Linked DNA regions of Sus scrofa: region 2 is linked to region 1. The links are chromatin contacts, called in public HiChIP or PLAC-seq maps. All regions are on one chromosome and are shown on one strand. Each heading gives the region's core, a stretch centred on a gene start, on an enhancer-like site or on the middle of the called end of the contact. The rest is flanking DNA. Distances are from core to core; before and after follow the strand shown.

Region 1 (4,109 bases), core at 197-2,696:
TGGCCCAATTATCAAATGATAATAAGCCATTCATGATGTTGGGACATCAATCTAATAACATAAAAACTATTGGTTTTGAACATCTTCCCTTGTTCCAATATAATTGCCATTTCCACTTGTATAAAACTGAGGTTAATTTATGTTGGGTTTATTTCTAGCCAATCCCGATAATGTTCCAAGACTTTTCATATTCTGTATCATTTGATATGTATTGTCATAAAGCTTTTATATTTTTCAAACACTTCAGCAGTTTTATGCATTGAGTTTGTTATTAAATGTCATGTGTCACTTTATGGGATCCTATTTAAAGTCGGTAGCTAGGGAAAGAGATGAGAAACATTTATAATTCTACCCCAACTAAACTCAAGGGCAATACCGGACTTAGTAGAGAGAATTCATAAATTTTTCAGATACTCTTCATAAAAATAAAGCTGAAATACAACAAAAAGAAAACCTAAGATGAAAACAAAATAAATGAAAAAAATTTACTTAGTAATCACTTAGTACCAGATATTGAATTTTATGAATATGAAATTCTATACATGGTGTCATGTTCTGGAACCACCCTTCCTATATTTCACAGTCGTTTAAAGGCTAGCTCAAATGTCCCCATTCTCTACCTCCCAGGCAGAATTAGGGATGTCCATGCCAATATTACAGCATTTTATTCATAATGTTTTTTCTTACATGGTCATTTGGCTAATTCTGTATATGATTGACACATACTTAGACTGGGATTCATAAAGAACAAGAACTTTGCTTTGCCATTCCTTGTTTGTCCAGTGTGTAAGCCCTGGTGCATAGAAGGAGCTCAGTCATCACTTTTGAAATAACAGTTTTTGCAACTTCAGGCCTTATGCAATGATGACACAATTCTTAATAATATGAGAAAGGAAAGGTCTGATTGGATCATTCCCTTTCAATAACTGCCTAAGTGATCAGGGGTAGGATGGCTGGGTAAACGTAGCAGAAATGGAGCTGAGATTTGTTATTCACTCAATGTGTTATAAATAATGAAGACCAAGGCATTTACACAATGTGAATATGTGAAACCTTTTCCAGGTGAGCCTTTCCAGAATCAGAGAAATTTGTGTAAAATTAATTTTTTTTTCTGGAAATCCTTCTGTTTCCGGAATTAAGTTACTTTTTTTTTTTTTTTTTTTTTTGTAGTTGGTGTCTTCCCTGAGAAAAGGCAAGTTGAACTGTCTTTCGAGTTGGGCCTTAGGACAAGCTGTGTAGGCAGTCACTATTGTGGTATACAATCTGAGCAGTATCAAAATACTCTTGTCCCAGAATATTTCCTGGGATCCATCCCTTCCTGGTGACACACTCCTCTTTGAGGCTAGACATGGAAAGGTTTTGAATATTTGTACTGGTCTTTGGAGTACATTCCCTTAGTGCTTGCTTGCTTCACTGTGGTTTCTGGGTGTGGCCCCTTCCAGCAGAAGAACGAATCATTGTTCTGGAAGCACCCAGATGAACTTGGAGCTTCTCTGTTCACCTGACTTTTGACTTCTAGGCAAAAAGCCTCTTGTTTACCTTAGTGAGCGGTACACTCTAGTTCCTCTCAGTGCTTTGTCTTCCTGTTGTCTTCCCTCAGTTTATCTCACTCTTTCAGTTAGTTACTTGCTGGCCTCCTACAGGCATTTGGGTTAGCACTCTCTGCATTGTATCCCTGACTTCTAAATCTGTTCTTTAGGACAGCCATGCTTTCCATATGATGGTTGCTGCCATTCATAAAATAATATTTAGACCCTAACTGGTCATACTGAAAGTGAGATAATCAACTGTTATGCTCATAATTGAGCTTAACAGGAAGAGTATCATTTTTTTATTGTTTTTCTTTTGTTGAAGAAACAGTTAAGATAAAGATGAGGCTACAGTTGGCAACTGTACGTAAATATTATGTGGTTTCCGTACTCTGTTAGGTGAAGCCAAAACCGCAAATAGAAATAAACAAAACAGGTTGTGAGAAGATGGAACTTTATAGGGTTCTTGGTCAGGAAGTCTGGGGAAATCATGTTGGTGGCACCCTGGACCTTCTTTTGGTGGCTGTAATTCCCCCAGCCCTGTTCCTGAGCCAGAGAGCATCTTGAATTGATGCCTGGCAGCTCCTTTTCACCCCCTTTTCCAACAAAGAAGGTAAAGAAGAGGATTGGTGGAGGAGCATATATGCTGGTTTCCTTTTTCTTTTCAAGGTCTCTAAAGAATCCTAAAAGGTGTGAAACCCAAATCACTTTACTCTCCTTTTAAGAATGGCCTACTGTGAGAAAAAAAATTATGGGTCAATATTCCACTGTTTATTTAAGTTAAATAATTACTCTTGAAAGTTCCCATTGTGGCTCAGTGCTAATGGACCAACTAGTATCCATGAGGATGTGGGTTCCATCTCTGGTCTCACTCAGTGCTAATGAACCAACTAGTATCCATGAAGATGTGGATTCCATCCCTAGCCTCGCTGTGAGCTATGTTGTAGGTTACAGATGTGGCCCTGGTCTGGTGTTGCTATGGCTGTGGTGTAGACTTGCAGCTGTAGCTCTGGTTCCACCCCTAGCCTGGGAACTTCTATATGCCATGGGTGTAGCCCTAAAAAAAAAAAAAGCAAAAAAATAAATTTCTCTTGGCATTTAAGGAGAATAATTAAAACAGTTTTAAATGGGCATATGGGTTAAAGAGATGCTTTTGCTATGAAAATGGACAAAATGATTTAATACTTTGAAAAAAATCACATTGTGACCTCATTCTAGTACATACCATCAGTAAATTAAGTTTGAGATGTGTTCTATTTATGACTGATTTGCTTATGAAGGACACAAGAGCTTTGTGTCCTTGAAGGAGATTCAGTTTTTTTGGTTTGTTTCTTTGCAGTTAAACCAGAAGGGTGAGCACAGGGAGTAAAATGACAGTTGTGTGTGGTTAGATCATTTACTTTTCAGTGCCTTGTTCTTGCACATGACATTTATAAATTATATGAAGAAGGCAATATTTAGACAGATCATTGGAAGACAGATCAGCATGTCCATAGGAAAGTTTGCTTCTGGCAACTTTGTAACTTGGCCAAAGAAAAGGTTACTGGATTTTAGGCATTTGGGGGATGAGGAAGTGGCTTCTGTGGTCACCAGCATGGGCACAATTTTGATGGGTAAGGGTAGTGATGTTGTTTGGCTTCCAGAAAGTCTGGAAAGGAAAGGGCAATATATTGGGAGAAAAGAGGATGGAGACAGTCTTTTCTGTTTTTCCTGCTTTCAGTTTGAAAGGAAATTGAGTATCTGCTGGGGAGCCCACATATCTTATTTGGGGGCAGTGATGGTGATAGAAAAGAATGGTTGGCATTAGGAGTGGGGAGCCTTGGGCCGAGAAAGTGCTCCAGACAGTACTAGCAGTGTCTCAGCATTTCCTTTTGGCAAACCCTGGCATTGCCACAAAAACATTATGCCACAAAACCTTGAGAATACTCAGCTATGTCAATATATTTTTTTTATAGTTAGTTTTATAGTTTTTAAAATTAAATTATTTTATTCTTTGAATTATAAATGTGAAAGTACAGAAAAAAGAATAAAGTACAGGGGAAAAAAACCCCCACTTATAATCCCACTTAGACAAGTTAAGCACTGTTAGTGCTTTGGGGTGGATATATGCTTTCCTGCTGCAATATTGCTTATACATGGTGGACATAATTCCTAAGGATCAATGCTCATCTAAGTTAGATTTGAGTGCTTTATAGGTTTTTTTTTTTTTTTTAATTGCTGAAGAATTCAGAGAACTTTATCAGTACTCTTTGACTTAAGGGTAGGGGGACCATTGGCCAGGGCAGAAAGTTGAAATGGATGATCATTGATCTATGAAATGTTACTTTAGTGATAATTTGAAAGTGGAGATTTGACTTTATCTATCTAACCCAAAAACCCTGAGCAAAAAGAAAAAAAAAATTCAGTTCAAAATTGGGATGTTTGATCTTTATTGCCCAATAGGTGGTTATTTGGAAAACTTCCATTGACATGTTTGGGAATATTCAGTAGTTGATCACACAGACAAAATGTTAGAATGATTAATTAAATATTTGCTTTTCCTCTTCAGTTGAGGCACTGTTTACATCCAGTGCTATTTGA
Region 2 (4,525 bases), core at 420-2,919, 210 kb after region 1:
TGAGGCAGTTACTCATTTTTCTTCTTTCTTTTTTTTTTTGTTTTTGTTTTTTTTTCTGAGGGGGGTTGGCTTAACTATTTTTTTTTTATTTTTGTAAGATTTTTCTAGCATAGTCGATTTACAATGTTCTATCAATTTCTGCTGTACAGCTAAGTGACCCAGTCATACATATACATGTACATTCTTTTTCTCACATTATCTTCTATCATGTTCCATCATAGGTGATTAGATATAGTTCCCTGTGCTATACAGCAGGATATCATTGCTTATCCACAAGTTACTCATTTTTCTAAGGCTTAGGTTCTCCATTTAAAATACAAATAAAAATCATGTTAATAATAGCTAATAACAGAGCAGGTATGAGAATTAAATAAGATAGTGCAAAATGCTTAGCACATTATATGTATTTTATGTGTTAGTTAATGCCACATAAATACAGGATGAAATATAAAATTCTATCAGAAACATGAAAAGCATATGGCAGTTCTGAGGAGAAGTAAGAACCATCCTGTAGAAAGGAGGGGAAAAGTTGTAGAATCCTCTGGAGCAGTTGAGGGATTTTTACTATCCTTTAGCGATCCTTTCATAGCACAAAGGAAATGAATCCAACTAGGAACTATGAGGTTGCAGGTTCGATCCCTGGCCTTGCTCAGTGGGTTAAGGATTTGGCGTTGCTGTGAGCTGTGGTGTAGGTCGCAGACTTGGCTCAGATCTGGCTTTGCTGTGGCTCTGGCGTGGGCCAGCAGCTGTAGCTCCGATTAGACCCCTAGCCTGCGAATCTTCATGTGCCGTGGGTGTGGCCCTGAAGAGTCAAAAGACAAAAAAAAAAAAAAAAAAAAAAAAAAAGATGCTAAGGTTAGAAGTAGGATAGTTGACAAGGAAATGGGTAAAAGAAATATGGTGGTCAAGGGGAAAACAGGAGTCAACAGTGATTTCTCAGCATTAATAGACAACTTGTAGCCAAGAAAGTAGAGCCAGTGTGGGGAAAAGACATTGAACTGAGGTGTTGATGGTACATTAGCAGGCAATGAAACTGGCTCTAGAGAGAAATATTTTCTCTAGAGAAAGGAGACTGGAGCAAACATAGACACTGAGCTGATGACATAAATGTGTGAATGAATGAGATTTCCAAGGAAGATTTCCATAGAAGAAAGGAGTTGGGCAGAACGTGGGAAAGCATCTTCTTGTTGGGAGGACAAGGGGGAGATGGGAGGATGAGCAAGAGAGAGAGAAGCAGTGAGTGAGTCAGGAAGGTGCCAGTTAAGGGAGTAGCTCAGAGAAAGAAGGCAGAAGGTTTAGAAGAATAAAGCCTGGGAAAAAGATGCTGTATTAGTTAGCTGGTCCTTGCTGAGTTGCAGAAAGGGGTTAAGTGGCAAGGAGGGCAAATCTGTATAAAGGGGCAGAACCTAGAGGAAATTTCCTGAGGAAATTCTAATGCCAAGGCAGAAACACCAGTAAGCCAATTAGCCTTCAGTTCCAAGTCCCTTACCTTCTAGACCTTTCCCAAGCCCCAGGATTTACTAGCAGTGCCTTCCCTTGGTTATGTAATCTGTAAAACTCTCACATGTAAGATATTTGACTTAGTCTATTCTGGCTGCTTTAACACAGTTCTATAGACTGGGTGGCTTAAACAACAGAAATGTATTTCTCACAGTTTTGAAACCTGGAAGTCTGATGTCAGCATGACAGCATGGTCAGGTTGCATCTTCTTCCTGGTTTACGGACAGCGTTTTCTCTCCCTGTTGCCTCACAAGGTTGGGGGTTGGAGAAGAGAAGGAGAGAGAGAGACCCTTTCATATAAAAGCATTAGTCTTATCAGGAGGGTTCCCCTCACCACCACCCCCCACCATGACCTGATCTACCCCTAATTACTTCCCAAAGGACCCATCTCCAAATACCATCACACTGGGGATTAGGCTTTCAATGTGTGGGTTTTGGCAGAAAGCAACCATTCAGTAAATAAAACACAATATTTAAGTGCAATCATTTGAGACCACTGCAATCTTTCTATTCAGACCCTCCTTCACTCTCAATTCCCCTGCTGTTGTGAATAGCATTTAAGTATCCACTTAGGGAACTAAAGTTAGGGTTTAAGGGAATATACTGTGTGGTTCACATCAAGTTAACATATAGTTAAGTTACTACTAATAGTCCCAGGAATTCTCCCTCAACCTACTAGGGCCAGCTCATCAGTCAGTGACACCAAGTGTAAATCTGTCTTTTGACGCCTGGCACTGGGGAAAATGTGGAGGAGAAAAGCTTTGAAATATACAGAGCCAGAACCTAGTATGTGAAAATGACCTTTTAATTCTGAGATGTGTAAGATTGGAAAAAGAGGATCTGATTCTTGTCAGGGCCTAGTCAAAATGCAAATTCTCTCCTATCAGATAAAATAACCTAAAATTCATGATCTTGCACTGTGATGAAACATCAGTGGCAAACTGGTTAATGGGTGTCGCCAGCTAAAGGATTTAATATTAGTCACAACACACACACACACACACACACACACACAAAACCTTGAACTGTTCTGAAATTGTTCAGCTCAGATATGAAACTTGATAAGAGATTTTTATAAATTTGAGAAAAAAATTCTTCAGACTTATATGTTACCAATAATGGAGTAGGAAGCTAAAACTTTTCTAACCTGTAAATAATGAACACATTTAAAAAAATTAACTATGCTGAAAGACAGATTGAGCCCTTACCAAATGAAGAAGGAATCAAAGAGAACGTGGTAAAAATAAGGGGGAAAATGTTATGGAGGCCAGATAGTTTTAAAATATTACATTATTTTCATATATTTTTAATGTTTTTTTATGATTTTTAATTTTTCCATTATAGCTGGTTTACAGTGTTCTGTCCATTTTCTACTGTACAGCAAGGTGACCCAGTCACACACACATGTATGTGATCTTTCACATTATCATACTCCATCACAAGTGACCAGACATAGTTCCTAGTACTATACAGCAGGATCCCATTGCTTATCTAGTCCAAAGGCAATAGTTTGCATCTATTAACCCCAAATTCCCAGTCCATCCCGCTAACCCCCTCCTTGGCAACCACAAGTCTGTTCTCCGTGTCCATGAGTTTCTTTTCTGTGGAAAGGTTCATTTGTGCCATATACTAGATTCCAGATATGTGGTATCATATAGTATGTATCTTTCTCTTTCTGACCTACTTAACTTAGTGTGAGAGTCTCTAGTTCCAACCATGTTGCTGCAAATGGCATTATTTTGTTCTTTTTGATGGCTGAGTAGTATTCCACTATTTATATATATATATATATATATATATATATATATATATATATAAAACGCATCTTCTTAATACATTTATTTGTTGATGGACATTTGGGTTTCCATGTCTTGGCTATTGTGAATAGAGCTGCAATGAACATGCGGGTGCATGTGTCTTTTTTAAGGAAAGTTTTGTCCGGACATATGCCCAAGAGTGGGATTGCTGGGTCAAATGGTAGTTCCGTGTATAGTTTTCTAAGGTACCTCCATACTTTTCTCATGCTTGTTTTTTAAAATTTTAATTTATTGCATTTTTTCTCATTCTAAATAAATATTCACTTTTGTACTTAATTTTTTATTCATAATTTTGAATTCTGTATTTTAAGGAACTCTTCTGCCCCAATATTGCATAATCTGTAGGCCCCACAAAACCTGTATCCCCCCTTGTATAACAGCAGTGCTTTCTTTTAGAGGTTTGCTTATGCTTGAACAGAAAAAGCTAGGGTGTCGGCTTTGGGCTAAGGTAGGATATTAAATATTTCATTGTTAGTGATTTTTAGGGTAAGGATGACCTGAGTATTTTGTATGCAGAGGGGAATGAGCTGGCTATGAGGGAAAAATGGAAGCATTGCTATAACAAGGACACTTGTAGGAGCAGACCTTATTTCATGGAAAGGGATAGGTTAGACAGTGGAGAGAACAGCTTTCAAAAGCAAGTGCAGACAGAGAACAGTGAAGGCAGAAAGAGAGTGAGTGGACTCTGAATTAATGTGGAGAAGTGTGGAGGAGTTTTAATCCTGTGATCTTAACCTTACAGTTCATGTGGGAGACAGGTTATAACCTCAGGTACCAGGAGTGGGTGGTTTTAGGGGTTTTCAAAGCCTGGGCATGTCACTGAGCACTGTTTTGGAAAAAGAAACCTCTGTGAACCAGCATTGATGAATGGATTTGCTCTCATCTGCCTATATATCCCAAGCCACTGCACCTGGTGTACCTGCCACAGACTTGGTACTGTCTGTCTAAGGCAAAGACCAAGTTTGGGATATCCCTATATTTTTCCCTATTCGAGTGTCAGAATGATCAGAGAATAAATCTGAAGCAATAACGCAAGGTTGGTAAGGAGACTGTCAGGTGGGGAACTTGAGTTGTTGTCTAGAGGAAAGACACAAGGATTTATTTATATATGGCCTTATTCCACACAGGATTTAAGGCAGCTTACAAGAATGTGCAATAAAATAGCAAGATGCAGTCCATAAATAAAAAATCAAGGCTGGCAAAAGCAT

What was found. HiChIP or PLAC-seq counts read pairs in DNA pulled down with a chosen protein or histone mark.
Region 2: an H3K27ac HiChIP or PLAC-seq map of alveolar macrophages shows a contact between it and region 1. The contact joins two enhancer-like sites. A contact is called at or near these places in 1 of 47 Hi-C or Micro-C datasets (embryonic fibroblasts) and 1 of 2 datasets of contacts at active chromatin or transcription factors (alveolar macrophages).

The regions. Positions count from the first base shown.
Region 1 is chr13:115,765,450-115,769,558 of Sscrofa11.1, forward strand. All of the region lies in intron 1 of LOC106505748 (a long non-coding RNA gene), which reads left to right. Among named protein-coding and RNA genes, the nearest start is that of TBL1XR1, 280 kb to the left of the region's middle. Within about 2 kb of position 1,447, at least 13 of the 83 cell types and tissues checked have an H3K27ac peak or open chromatin away from gene starts, as enhancers often do. A contact at or near this core is called in alveolar macrophages, where this site is marked.
Region 2 is chr13:115,970,917-115,975,441 of Sscrofa11.1, forward strand. The region is part of intron 2 of LOC106505748 (a long non-coding RNA gene); the gene reads left to right. Among named protein-coding and RNA genes, the nearest start is that of TBL1XR1, 480 kb to the left of the region's middle. Within about 2 kb of position 1,670, at least 1 of the 83 cell types and tissues checked has an H3K27ac peak or open chromatin away from gene starts, as enhancers often do. A contact at or near this core is called in alveolar macrophages, where this site is marked.